Regions from separate parts of the Mus musculus genome. Here regions 1, 3 and 4 are each linked to region 2. The links are chromatin contacts, called in public promoter capture Hi-C maps. All regions are on one chromosome and are shown on one strand. The core of a region is the stretch at or near the end of the contact, and the rest is flanking DNA. Distances in the headings are between cores, read along the strand shown. Region 1 holds the start of Slc28a1 (solute carrier family 28 (sodium-coupled nucleoside transporter), member 1). Region 2 holds the start of Idh2 (isocitrate dehydrogenase 2 (NADP+), mitochondrial). Region 3 has its middle 28 kb from the start of Zscan2. Region 4 holds the start of Abhd2 (abhydrolase domain containing 2).

What was found. Promoter capture Hi-C pulls out the DNA fragments that hold promoters and counts their contacts.
Region 1: a promoter capture Hi-C map of liver shows a contact between it and region 2, with 4 times the contacts expected there. The contact joins the promoter of Slc28a1 here to the promoter of Idh2 in region 2. A contact is called at or near these places in 2 of 39 promoter capture datasets (both in liver) and 1 of 9 other capture datasets (liver).
Region 3: a promoter capture Hi-C map of pre-B cells shows a contact between it and region 2, with 4 times the contacts expected there. The contact joins the enhancer-like site here to the promoter of Idh2 in region 2. A contact is called at or near these places in 2 of 39 promoter capture datasets (liver and pre-B cells), 3 of 115 datasets of contacts at active chromatin or transcription factors (embryonic stem cells, memory CD8 T cells and pancreatic cancer cells) and 1 of 9 other capture datasets (adipose tissue).
Region 4: a contact with region 2 is called in a promoter capture Hi-C map of liver, with 3 times the contacts expected there. The contact joins the promoter of Abhd2 here to the promoter of Idh2 in region 2. A contact is called at or near these places in 2 of 39 promoter capture datasets (fetal liver and liver), 2 of 115 datasets of contacts at active chromatin or transcription factors (memory CD8 T cells and pancreatic cancer cells) and 1 of 9 other capture datasets (pancreatic islet).

Annotation. Positions count from the first base shown.
Region 1 is chr7:81,112,774-81,116,214 of GRCm38.p6, reverse strand. It overlaps Slc28a1 (solute carrier family 28 (sodium-coupled nucleoside transporter), member 1), which reads right to left and starts at 1,416. Exons shown (of 18, transcript NM_001004184.3): 1 at 1,338-1,416; 2 at 581-692. The coding sequence starts at 676.
Region 2 is chr7:80,113,702-80,117,056 of GRCm38.p6, reverse strand. Idh2 (isocitrate dehydrogenase 2 (NADP+), mitochondrial) reads left to right here and starts at 1,707. Exons shown (of 11, transcript NM_173011.2): 1 at 1,707-1,895. The coding sequence starts at 1,781.
Region 3 is chr7:80,831,361-80,834,654 of GRCm38.p6, reverse strand. No RefSeq gene overlaps it. Among named protein-coding and RNA genes, the nearest start is that of Zscan2, 28 kb to the left of the region's middle. Within about 2 kb of position 1,479, at least 161 of the 459 cell types and tissues checked have an H3K27ac peak or open chromatin away from gene starts, as enhancers often do. A contact at or near this core is called in memory CD8 T cells, pancreatic cancer cells and pre-B cells, where this site is marked.
Region 4 is chr7:79,271,824-79,275,094 of GRCm38.p6, reverse strand. It overlaps Abhd2 (abhydrolase domain containing 2), which reads right to left and starts at 1,829. Exons shown (of 11, transcript NM_018811.6): 1 at 1,756-1,829. It overlaps Gm31510 (predicted gene, 31510), which reads left to right and starts at 2,066. Exons shown (of 2, transcript NR_169073.1): 1 at 2,066-2,128; 2 at 3,238-3,271.

The DNA of each region.
Region 1 (3,441 bases), core at 167-2,666, 1.0 Mb before region 2:
AAGATCCCAGGCAGGCCCGCCCCACTGCATGACTCCAGGGCACTTCTTACTGCACTGTCCAAGTAGGGGGCTAGGGGGCACTTGGTAAAGAAGAGGGAGCCTTGTTAGGGAAGGGAGGGAGGGCAGAAGGTATCATGTCAAGCTTTTCAGTCCTCTGCTTGGCCTTTGGGGAGCCAAGACAAGATGGCAAGTTCTTTAAATGCCAAGGACACCCCACCCCATCATCTGCTTCCCCTCTCATCTTGTAGACCAGATGTTCTTCCCTCCTGGGACCTTTGCTGACAGCACACAGTGGGTACATCACACAGTGGGTACTCAGAACATGTTTAAGGGGTGAAATAAAGGGGGTGCTTTGTGCTGGGGAGGTACTACACAAGCAGAGCTCAGAGCACAGAGTGAAACACACAGTCCCCCAGCCCATAGCTGCCAGTCAAGCTGAGGGGCCCTCCCACTATGAGCTGCTAGTCAAACTGAGCCACCCCACCTAGTGAGATGCCAATCAAGCTGAGCCCCACACCACCCCACACCCCTGTGAGATGCCAGTCAGGCTGAGGAGGTGCTATAGGGGAAGAGGACAGACCATTATTTCCAGGAACTCGGCCCCCATGTTCTCCAGGCCATGGGCCACAGGTGTGAGGGAAATGGACTCTCGTTGCCTCGGTGTGTCGTCTGCCATGTGCTAGGCTCTTCAGCTGAAAGACAAAGATGTCACAGAGGGTCCACAGCCGAAAGGAGGGCCAGGAGAGAGAAAAGGAACCAGAGAGGGAGGGCGAGGGGGAGGGGAAAGGGAGAGGGAGAGAGAAGGGGAGAGTGGGAGAGACACCCTTTCTGCCCTCTCTCCTGATCCTGGGAGATGCAAGTCCTTGTAAGCTCCAACAGTGAACTGTCCCTTAGTCACCAGTCACCAGGAAGGGAAAGAGGGGATGGCGTAGGCACTGGTGTGGGCACGGCTCAGAAAAGAGCCCTTAGTTATCTTTACTTCCTACAACCGGTGAAAATCATTGGCAGGGGAGGAAGTGCTCATTTCATCCATCTTGAAGCCAGCGCTACCCAGGACTGTTCCACTCAAAACCGAACATTCCTCATTCTCAGTGAAGCTGCTTTTAGATGTTAGCTCACCTGCAAATGAGAGCCCAAACTCCCGTTTCCCCACTGCGGTCCCTCTCTTGCCCACACCTTAGGCCTTCCCTACTCAACAGCAGCTGGCTAAGCAGATCTTCCCCAGACACAGACCCTCAGAGGGCATGTGGAGCATGCAGCCAGGGCTGGGGGATGCCTGCTACCTGGGCACTCGCATTCACTGCTGTACGGAGAGGAGAGGAGCCCACACTACTCACAGATTTGTAGTGAGAAGGCAGCGTCAGGAGGGATTGACTGTTAAGAACTGACTGACTGAAGCACAGGTTGCTGTGGGAGGGCTGGGTCCAACCTGCTTGGGCTTTGGCCTGTTCACTTCTGTGGAAATTCCTGGGCAGAGTCCAAAACTGAAGTAGGTTGGGCTTCCCCAGAGCTCAGGGCCACCGCAGGGGCGGGGACCCCAGCCTGTTTCAGAAAAAGCATGATGGGGTAGCCTGGCTCACTCAAGCCGGGTCCTCTGTGGTCCTGCCCTCTGTCTGCTGCCCTTTCCCAAACCAACCTCTTCCTGGCCTTGCTCCAGGACGCCTCCTTTGGGAAGCCACCTTGGTTACTCTCTCCCTCCTCTTTCTGTCAGCATCCTGGAAATGTGTCTTCGTGTTGTGGCTCAGCCTCCTTTTCTCACAGTATCGGCGACTCGTTTTCCAAAACTAGAAGATATTGAAAGCGCTGTCTTTATCACAAACAGGTGGTGGCTCGGGGCTAAGCATCACACAGTCGCAGAAACAAGCCAAAATCACACCATTTCCTTCTCCCCTTTCTTCCTAGAGTGACACCCGAGTTACACGTGCAAAGTTGGGGGACAACACTTTCATCTACAGTCTTCAAACTAAATTTAAACTTACCTGACAGGATTTAATAATTGATGATGCACACTCTTTAATAATTAATTATCTTTTATGATACAAAAGATGCCTCACACAGAGGCATACACTGGCTGTTTTGGAAAAATGGAAAAGAAGAGGCTGGACATAAGTGGTACCCCCTGTTCTTAGAAACTATCTGTTTCTATTGGGGTTAGGAGAATATCGTCTCATCTAACCCAGCCTGACTTTGAACCTGCTATGTAGCCGAAGTTAGCCCTAAACACCCAATCCTCTGGCCTCCACATGTCCAATACTGGGATTCCAGGTGTGCATCTCCACACCCCTGGTCATGCGGAATGAAGCATGAAGGTGTTATAGAAATATACAGAGCCTAAGAATTTTTCTTATTTCCCCTTAAGTATACACTATTTTGTTATTCATTTTCCAATAGGAAATTGTACTGTTGCAGGGTTTTCACAACTTGCTTATCTGAATATACATATACACACACATACACATGGACACATACCTATATTGTATCTGGAGATACATATACACACACATGGACACATACCTATATTGTATCTGGAGATACATATACACACACATGGATACATACGTATATTGTATCTGGAGATACATATACGCACACATGGACACATACGTATATTGTATCTCGAGATACAATACCCACTGTCAGGTCACTGGTCCCCTTGATCATAAGATAAATGTTTACCTTGAGCAAGACTGGGATGGGGCCAGAGCAGATACTGAAGGAGCCCCCCTCAGCCTCAATGAAGGGAAAGGACCTTATCCGCTTTGATGCCTCTGTTCTCAGTGGCTCCTCTTGTGCGTGCGCGCGCGCACACAAACACACACACACACACACACACACACACACACACACACACACTGCTCTTTCTTCCTCTTGGTGCCCAGAAGCCGGCAGAGGCTCACTGAGAGAGCAAGCTACTTCACAGCCTTCCTTACAGCAGCTTCAGAGGCTCTGGCCTTCTAAACAAGGATGAACCTTGAGCTGGGAGCCCAAAGATCTCGATTCACCCTGGACTCTTAAACTAACTTATTCCCTAATCTGTGGACTGCCGAGGGTGGGCTCCCTGCCAAGCTGGAAGCTGCCTTTGATGTCTTAGCACCCTGCTCCCCACTTACGGCCCAGGGTGCCCTGTGCCCTTCCCAGGCTGCTCCCCTCAGGGCTGGAGTGGCCATCAGGGATCTCACCCAGGAAGTCAAATCTCTCTGGGGCACAGGGGCTTGGGAGACTGAGAGATTGGGATGCAGACCACAGGGATGGACAGAGAGCTGGAGGTGGGGTGGGTGTCCTGCTTCTGACTCGTCCCTTACTGCCTCACTGGCCCCCTCTGCTGCTCTCTTGTTTGCTGAGGGAATGGTTCTCTGAGGTCCCACTTACCCTGACAGGCCAGAGAAGGGAGGCACAAGCATGAGAAAGCAAGGTGCTGGATCATGGAACACTTTGAAGAAG
Region 2 (3,355 bases), core at 458-2,957:
TCTATATACCAAGTTCCAGGATAACCAGGATTCTACAGAGAAGAAACCCTGTCTCAGAGCGACAAGAAGCAGAAGAGGAAGAAAAGGAAGAAGAAAGTGACCTTGTCTCAACTGGTTCTAACTGATGCTGCACTTAGAAGGTTTGCCTGGGATGGTTCTAGAAACATGAAGACTTCTGCCTTGGTCCGCCCGCAGACACTGAGGCTGGGTAGTGACTTGGCAGAACTCTGAGACGGAGTCTGCTATGTAGAAGCCCCTTGTGCTTCAGCAGCAATCACAGAGGCAGTGCAGGTAGCTGACCTTCATCCATACTCTAACTGGTCTAGAAAGATGCATAGGAAGTCTGTTCTCCGACCTTGCACGTGTGGATCCTGGAGTCCAGGGGTCTGGTATTTCCAGGATGGCATGAAAGCCCAAGTCAACAACCTCTGTGGTCTTTACCGGTGTTTACACAAGAGAACTGGGAATCTCGTAGAAGGGCTCTCAGACTGTTCTGGAACATGCTGCCCCAGGCCAGACTTTCCTATTCCTTTCCTCAGTCCCTGGAGGGACCCAGATGTCTCTCCTTTGCATATACTCTCTGTACTGGATCCCAGAACCAAATCTGTGACTCGGATGGATTGAGACTCCAGGAGGGAAGCTTTGATGTTGGCAGTTCAAGGCCACTTTCCTGGCATAGCTCCACCTGACAACACTGTGAAGCTGGGTTGGGAAGCTGGGAGCACAGGGCAGAAAGGTTGCTCTCATCTGGAGTGAGTTGGTGTGACTGGGAGAGCTGGGGTGGATTTGTGATATTTGATACACAAAACCCAGACTTCAGTGACCCCTACTTCAAGAAAATGAACAGTGATGGATTTAGCTTGTATGTTTCTGTTTGTTTCCCCACGCAAACAGGTAAACTAGGAGCTGTTGGGCTGGGTTGTGGATGGACCTTTGCCTAGGATATAGGAGACATGGGCTTTCCTTCAGGGCTACATAACTACTAGCATAGAATATAATTAACTTGGGCAGTGGTTGTACTATTGAAGGATGAACATACCTCAAACCTTTACACACAAATGTCACAGAAGTCTCCTGGCAGGCACTCTTATGTCCAGAAGAGACAGAGTCGGCCATGATGAAGGACTTTGGGGCTAGGAGTTTGGCCTAGTCAGGAGCAGAAGGAGGATTTCCAGCCGCCCCCCCCCCCGCCCCGCCCCGCAGCGTCTCATATAGCCCAGGCTGGTCTAGAACTTGGTATGTAGCCTAACTTCTCATCCTCTTGCCTCCACCGTACTTGGCATTTCAACTCTCGATCCTGGTTAGTCCACCCAACTGGACGCTACCTGGGGGAGACCCAAGTTGCCATGGTCTAGGTTCAAGACGGCAAAGCTTGTCATTGTCTTGATGAAAGCGCCTCAGGTCCGTCGGTCAGCTAAACGCAAAGGACGCAGGGGACTAAGGCGACGTGTCTGCAGCTGACATTCTAACGGAAGCGGGGAGTCTTGCAGCCGTGAGCCCCCGCGGCCCGATGGGTCTCCCCGGTACCTGATGCTTTGAGGATATATGGAGGCTCCCAGAAAGCGCGGGCTCAGCACTGGGGCCGCCTGAGCTCTGGAACAGGCCCAAGGGTGTCGAGCAGGCTCCTGCCCTGGCGTGGACCCGCCTTCTCCCGGGTGAGACCCAATGGGGCGGCAGGTTCTGCAGCTCCGCCCCGGTTGGGTCCCAGCCACCAGGGCCAGCCTAGAGTCCCCACCGCACAGCCCGGTGCAGCGGCGTGCTCGGACCTCGCGTGCTCGGGATGGCCGGCTACCTGCGGGCTGTGAGCTCGCTCTGCAGAGCCTCGGGCTCAGCGCGGACCTGGGCACCGGCAGCACTGACTGTCCCCAGCTGGCCGGAGCAGCCGCGGCGCCACTGTGAGTGTCGCACCGGGGGGCGGGCTCGCGTGCAGCGCTGCGACGTGGCGACGTCCCGGGAGGGGGACCCTGGAGTGCCACTCGCGACACGCCGGCGGTCGGGGAACAGCGGCGTGCGGGTTACAAAGGGCCGGGAGGTGGCCTTACACCGAGCTCCCGCGCCCCGCGCGCCTGGGCCGCTGCAGGCGCAGGGGTGGGGACCCAGGGGATAGTGGCAGCTGGTGGCCTGGGGCGGGATTGCTGGGTCCTATCAGGGCTGGGGTTCTCCAGGTATTCCGGGGGAGCATTTCCAGAGGTACCTGGACCCAGGGTGGGGTATCATGACTGCCTTGGGCCTTTGGAGGGGACAAGCGACCAAGAGGGGCTGGAGCGGCCTGCTGCAGCCCTAGGCAGAGGAGGGTCACCTCGCGCTCCCGGCTCAGACAAAGGCGAGGAGGAGAGGCCTCCACTTCCCCTTCTCTCCAATCCCTGCGTACTCTGGTCCCTCCTCTCCAACAGGCCCACGTCAGCTATTTTTGGAACCTTTACTCGACAGCTGGAGGAATGTCCTTCCATTTTTCCCGCTTTTGTTTCTCTGCCACTCCCCCACCCTTCGCTGCGCAGGACGCTCAGTCTGGGCCCTCTCCTGGCCCCTTGCTGGGCCAACCACGAGCTGCTGCATGTGAGTGGGTCCTGCCTGGCATACAAGCTGTGGAGACCTGGCACTGCACGCATATTGTCATTTTTCTGCAGTCAGTCGTTCCCATGAGATCTCTGCGTTGCCTTCAGCTTACTTCTTAGACGTGAAGGCGCAACTCCGGACAAAATAATCAGGGTTTTAGAGTCTCCATTACTAACAGATTGCCCAACCTGGCATGTGGGCATCTTTCATACCCTTGCTACTCAGCGCCTTGCTACAAAAGGCACGGAACAATGTAGAGCACTTGGTGGCCTCTTTTGATGCCTGTTGCCACGGAAATTCTATCCTGACCTGGCTCAAAACCCCTTGGGGTTAGCCAGAGGAATGAGGAAGAGGGGGTGGGTTTGGCTATGGGGTTTGTTCTGGCTAGAGTGGTAATCGTTAACTCACCGTGGGAGCAGCTGACCGAAGCTGGGGGCCAGGAGGAGGGAGAGGGCGGGGCCCTTGACACTCCCCTTTGCCAAGGAGAAAGGGACATACATGTTTTTGTGTTCTTGGGATCTGCCTCTAACCTCTGAAGCCCCATCAAGTGCCTCAGGCCTTCAAGACCCACATATGGCAGCTTTGCAGCAAAATATGGTAGAAGTTAAAGGCACTCAGTGGTTTTCCTCTTTTTCATCTTTTCTCTCTTTTGAGGAGTCTGGTAAAATGGTAATACCAAAACTAACTAACTAACTAACTAACTAACTAACTAACTAACTAACAAAACTACCTTAAGAAACTGCACTAACAAGAAAATAAGGCTACTTTGGGATCCTGAATTTGGATACTCATTTTGTTT
Region 3 (3,294 bases), core at 230-2,729, 720 kb before region 2:
TCAAAGACCAAGATGTTTTCTTCTTCTTCTTCTTTTTTTTTTTTTTTTGGAAAGATGTATTTATTTTATTTATATGAGTACACTGTAGCTGTCAGACACAGCAGAAGAGGACATTGGATCCCATTACAGATGGTTGTGAGCCACCATGTGGTTGCTGGGAATAGAACTCAGGACCTCTGGAAGAGCAGTCAGTGCTCTTAACGGCTGAGCCATCTCTCCAGCCCCCTAAGATGTTTTCTTAATTAGCGATTGAAGCAGGAGAGCCTGTCCATTGTAGGTGGTTTTATCCCTGGGCTGGTAGTCCTGGGTTTTATAAGAAAGCTGGCTGATATTGCTAGGACAAGCCAGTTAACAGCACCCCCCCACACACACACACCCTACGCCCCCCCAACCCTCCAGCCCCCCCAACACCCCCCCCCCCCAACTCCCGCCTCTGCATCAGCTTCTGCCTCCAGGTTCCAGGCCTGCTTAAGTTCCTTCCTATCCTGACTTCCTTTGGTGATGAACAGTAATGTTGAAGTATAAGCTAAATAAACTTTTTCCTTCCCAACTTGCTTTTTGATCATGGTGTTTCATTCAGGTGGTCCCTCCTGTCTCTGCTCTCTGCTTCTCTTTCCAGTACTGGGATTGAAGATGTATGTTTTTTTTTTTTCTTTGTTTGTTTCTTTGTTTGTTTTTTGAGACAGGCTTTTTCTCTATAGATCCCTAGCTATCCTGGAACTCAACTATGTCGACCAGGTAGCCTCCTGTGTGCTGGGATCAAAAGTATGCACCGCCACGCCCATGCGTAGCCACGCCCATGCCACTTTTCCTGCTGAGCCTTTTCTGAGAGCTAGTGGTGTGAACTCGGGTCCCAAAGCTTGTATAGCAAGTACTTTACCCACAGAGCTATCTCTTAGTCTCCCCTCACCCCCAAACTAAGTTTCACTAGCCCAGGTTAGCCTGAACTCCTATGTACTTGAGTATGCGTATGAACTCCTAATCCTCTTGCAAATACCGGAATTACAGATGTATGCCGCTATGCCAAGCTTAGGTGGAAATTTTTAAATGTCCAGTGCTTGATCATAGCCAATCAGGCGGGGCTGGTGAGATGGCTCAGTGGGTAAGAGCACCCGACTGCTCTTCCGAAGGTCTGGAGTTCAAATCCCAGCAACCACATGGTGGCTCACAACCACCCGTAATGAGATCTGATGCCCTCTTCTGGTGCGTCTGAAGACAGCTACAGTGTACTTACATATAATAAATAAATAAATCTTAAAAAAAAAAACTTATAAAAAAAACTTATATAACCAATCAGGCTAACTTAAATAAGAAAGTAATATTTAATAACTCATAAAACAGTGTTTTTGTATTTAGAAAGAAGCAGCTGCATTGAGACAACAGAAACGGATGAACTGGCGCTGCCCTTGGAGCCCTGCACCTGCAGCAGGGAGTCTGGCGCTGGTGGAGAAGCCCCGCCTCCTTCCCGGATCAAGCCGACAGCAAGCCAGGGGCTGTGTGATTGGTGCAAGCTGCTCTTAAAGGAGCACCAGCTGCCTCTCAGCTTCTCTGCTACAAAACCTCAGTGCCCACGAGAGTTGGATCAACAGGTGGCAAGGCGCTCATCCCTTGAAATTAAGATTTTTGTCTGCTTTAAATATATAAATAACATTTGCCACTACACCTTTATTTCTGACTGCTCTTAAACGTTTACTGTGTTCTGCATGTCTTGTTTATAAAATATTGGTTTATAATTTATAATTTATAACGTACATATTGCTCTATAAATTATGGTAATGATACCAGGAATAAAAATTAAGGATTTTTTAAATTCTATATTTTATTTATTTGCATTTCAAATGTTATCCCCTTTCCTGGTTTCCCCTCCACAAACCCCCTATCCCATGCCCCCTTCCCTCTGCTTTTATAAGAATGCTCCCCCACCCACCAACCCAACCCCTCCTCATCGCCCTGGCATTCCCCAACACTGGGTCATCAAGCCTTCACAGGACCAAGGGCATCTCCTTCCATTGATGCCAGATAAGGCCATCCTCTGCTACATATGCAGCTGGAGCCATGTGTACTCCTTGGTTGGTGGCTTAGTCCCTGGGAGCTCTGGGGGATCTGGTTGGTTGATATTGTTGTTCCTCCTATAGGGTTGCAATCCCCCCCCCCTTTTTTTTTAGAAGTTTACAGCATTAACAAAGGTTAAGAATCACTGGCTCTTGAAATTCCGCCCCCACCACCACTTCCTTTCAGCTTGCTTGAGCCCTGGCAAGGCTCCAGCAAGCCCTTCCTGTCAGCCCAACGTGCCAATAACAGCTTCCTCAGCCAATCAAGGTTCTTGCCATTTTCCCATCTTGTTAACCCCTTTCCTGTGCTGACACTGCCTTCGGCTTAAACCTAATCACACGGGAAACTGTTATGCTCTATAATGATATACCAGATAAAGGTCAGAAAGGGTGGTAGTCTCTTTATGGAGTATGTTTTTGGGGTTAAAAAGTTTTATTTTGATATTAGAAGAGCTTCAATTCAAAACTGACTTTTAAGGCTCAAACATAACAGAGATAGATAACCAGTATCCTTGTAAATGATCAAATAATTTAATCTGTTCAGAAATATATAAGAAGCCATGCTAAGAACTGATGCAGTTAATTTCAAGATTAAGCTTTATTTAGTCTTCTGTTTTATATTTTCAAGGTATAGTTTAGAGCAGATAACTAAAAACAGGTAGGTACTAGCCCTCAAACCAGTCAGAGATCTCCTGAATGTGGCATTTAGTATGTTTAAACTTACCACGACAGACAGAGACTCCCAAATCCTAACAGTGACCCTCCAAGGTATCCAAGAAAATATGGGCACAACCACAAAGGACATAACTACTGGACATAACTGCCCCAGCGCCTCGCCCACTGCCAGAGCCCGGCCTGAGCTGTGGACAGAGGACAACCAGACAACTGATTGCCACACTTTGCTTAAGATGAGATGAGGACAGTCTCTCCCAAGTTCCTCATCCACAGAAAAGGCCTCTTCATCTTCTGGGCCTGATGGCCAAAGACTGCCATTGTCCTTGATGCAATGGAGACCACAGGAACTTGGGACAAATGGCCAGGTCATGAAATATGGACTAGTTTCTGTCATTTTAACTGACACATAGGCCATTTAGATAGTAGTTTATCCTTCTCAGGTCTCTGATAATATTGATGGCTAAGCTAATTATAGCTTAACAGCTAGAGAACAACAGGCAACTAGCTCCTTCAGGTAGTTTGCTGCTGTGTTAGTTCATTAGTCTATTCACTAGTTAGATTTGTTTTG
Region 4 (3,271 bases), core at 580-3,079, 840 kb after region 2:
TGGAAAGGCGACCACACGCTATTTAGCAAACCTGTTATGGTGACCATACGCCAGGCACTGTTCTAGTGGTCCCAATAGCGCATATTTCTCTAATCTTTTAACCAAAGTACCAGCATCATTCCTTGCCTTACTGGCCAGGAAACTGATACAGAGAAGTTGGATAACTTGCCCCAAGTCACACAGCTAGGAAGAGGCAGAACGAAGATTTAAACCCAAGCACTTAGATGCCAAAGTCTGAGCTTCTACCCCCTCTGGACTCATCTAGAACTTCAAGAATGAGAACTCTGCCGGAAGTAGAATTCAAATCATGTCCTGCCTAGACCTAGGGTTCAAGGGATGGAACAACTCTTAGTCCTGACCCTGTGATGACCAGCCAGCTGTGACTACCCCAGGCCTTAGGTTTCTTCATCCGTACAATAAGGGGGAAGAGTTAGATGAGCATCAGCCTTTTGGCTTCTAAATATCATGCTGACCGCCAGCAGCGTGGACTGAGCTGCTTTTGGCTGCCTACCCGGACAAAGCTTCATTTATCTTCACCTGGGTAAAGCGGGTTATAATTATTTCTTCTGCTTCCCGACCTTCAGAGGATTATGTCCTTCCTAGTCAAGCAAATGAGGGGAGGCAGTGAGGAGGGGAAATGCATTCTGCTTAGTGTGACTGTAACCCAATGGTCCTTGAAAAGCTCTGGGCACAGATCATGTTGACTCTGCCAATCCTGCAATCTCTCCCAAGCCTGTTCTTGGAACCTGCCTCTGGGCCAGGTAAAACTTGACCAGCTGGAGGTGAGGGCACCACAAAAGAGGAACCAGAAAGTGGAACCCCCAACTGCGCACTTAAGGTGAACCACTTGATTAACTCAGCATTCAATATAATCTATTCCATTTGTACGCAGGCATGCACACATGCATTTGAGAGCTAAGACCTCAAAAAAGATCATTATGGGTGTATTCAACATCCCCTTGGAATCTAGCCAACTCCGGTAAGTCCCATCCTCGATACAGTCAATAAATGTTGTTCAGAGTGCATGGGTGGATGGAGAAGGGCCTCACAGATGGCTCATACAATTCTCCCCTTCCTAAGCATCCCAGACAGGTGGCTATCATCTGGCCTCTGGCTAGGCACTTCCAAGGTCGATGCTCTGGCTGCTCGGCCTGGCAGGCAGCCCGGGGCGCTGCTGGACAGATCTTGTGGGGAAAGCCCACGAAGCACCTAGAACAGTTGCCCCACAAGCTCAATAAAGTGCGCCTCCAAGTAGGTCAAAAATTGCTTCCCTACAACTTGAACCCATCGGTCGTAGGTGAGCCCCGGGATCCCAAAATGCATCGGCCCATCGAAAGGGCTTGTAGTCAGGCCCTTTCAGGTTTCCAGCATCCTGCACTCTCTACCCTGAGTCTGGCCGGCCAGATACCTCCCCCAGGACCAAGACTTCAGCATTGATCAGAGCGAGGGATGGCAGCCAGGAGGCCTCCGTCGGCCTTGTCCCCAACCTCGGTTCCTCGAGCAGGAGAGGACAAAGGACCTTTAGGAAGGCGTATCCCACCAATGGGTTGGGCTGCCCCGTCATCAGACAAGCTGGCCCTCTAGATCCCCGCAGTGCCAGGTGACAGTCCCCCAAACAGTCCCCACGGATCCGGAGCACTCAAGCTGCGGCGCGATGGGCCGAGCCACGCTGGGGACCGGGTAACTCGGGGTTCTGGCCCGACGCATCCAAGGCGCGATCCCTGTTTGGTGGAACTCGCCCAGCCGAGGTCTTACCTTCTCTCATTGACTCCAGCAGTCCAACCCGCCCGGAGTCCGGTTCCCGCAGCTCCGCAGCTGCCGGCTGCGCTCATAGAAATACAGCCGGAACCCCTGGCCAGCGCAGCTCCCGCCGCTACCGGCCCCGCCCAGGCAACTGCCGCCACGCCCCTGACGACCGCCTCTGCTACGCCCCCAAGCAAGGCTCTCCCAGTGTCCATTGGATCACCCAGCCGCCACTCTATTTGTTCATCGCGCTTGTTGCGTCTATATGGTGGCCCATTGGTCAGTAGGACTGCTCCTCAAGGTGGAGGCGGAGATTCTTAGCGGGCAATTCTCCTATAATTGGTTACTTTTGATGTCTTTAGCCAGTGGGCCTAGATGCTATTGGGTAAGGTCCTCCCCGAGGGGCGGGATAAGGGGAGCCGGCTAAAGGATGGGTTATGTTTGATGGTTGATGATACGGAGTAGAGGAGAGGGCCTATTGTGATGGCTTTCTGAGTTCTGGGGCAGAAAGGTCCGGAGTCTTATAGAGATGAACTGGGGAAAGAGATAGCCCAGCCGTGGGGTTCTCAGCACTGGTGTGCCCAGGAAGATGAACCTGTAGCTCAGGACGTAGGTGTTTGAAGTGTGGAGTCCTAACTTAGTAGAGCAGAGGTGGTGAGTCACTAAACCAGAAAGCAAGAGGTGGAGGCGACAAAGAGGTGGAGGCAGCAGCCTTTGACCTCTTTCAGCTAGGGAAGTGGGTGGGAACATGCAGGACTTTATGGACCTGTTACAGTCCCTATGATCTTTCAGCTTTTAACCAGCCCTTGTGGTTGGAGGCCACTTGGAAGAAGTGACCTTTGAAGTCAGACTGCAGTCTTGGCCGTGCCTTTTAGCCTTTTAGAGTTCTCACTGACTATATTTGGTAAGTGCTGGTTGCTGATAGAAGATCAGTACAGTGCGTGGTGTTCCACGGGCGTTTATCAAGACTAGCTATTCATCACTCACCCTCTCCATCCATGCACCTAGACTGGGTTCTACCATTCTGTGAACCTGAGGCTCTGTTCGCAACGGCACGTGCCTGATGGAGAGAATACTGACAACCCGAAAGGGAGCTCCAGTGAGGCAGCCACCGACACACTGCCAAGGCACGCAGTGTGGCTCCAAGAGAAGAGGCAGGAGACAGAAGGAACACATAGCCAGAGGAAGGAATTTAGATTTGAAGCAATGTTAAATTTTCTCTTAATACATTTCCGGACCCCGACAAGGAAAGCATGAGCCAACTCAAGGAGGAGGAGCCAGCACCGGTCTCCTGTTTGTTATTCCAGCAGGAAGCTGAGGCAGGAGGATTGCTTTACTTTGAAGCTACATAATGAGTCCTCCTCTGTCACAATGAGGCCTTGTCACAAACAAACAAAGCAATGTGAGCAAGTAGCAGCCTTTGAAGGCTACTTAGTGCGGATCCAGAAGTCCCTCTAAAATATCCCTCAGACTCCCCCATTTCTCATTTTGAAGGTATGGGACACCCCAGAGTGTGGACGGAAAGACT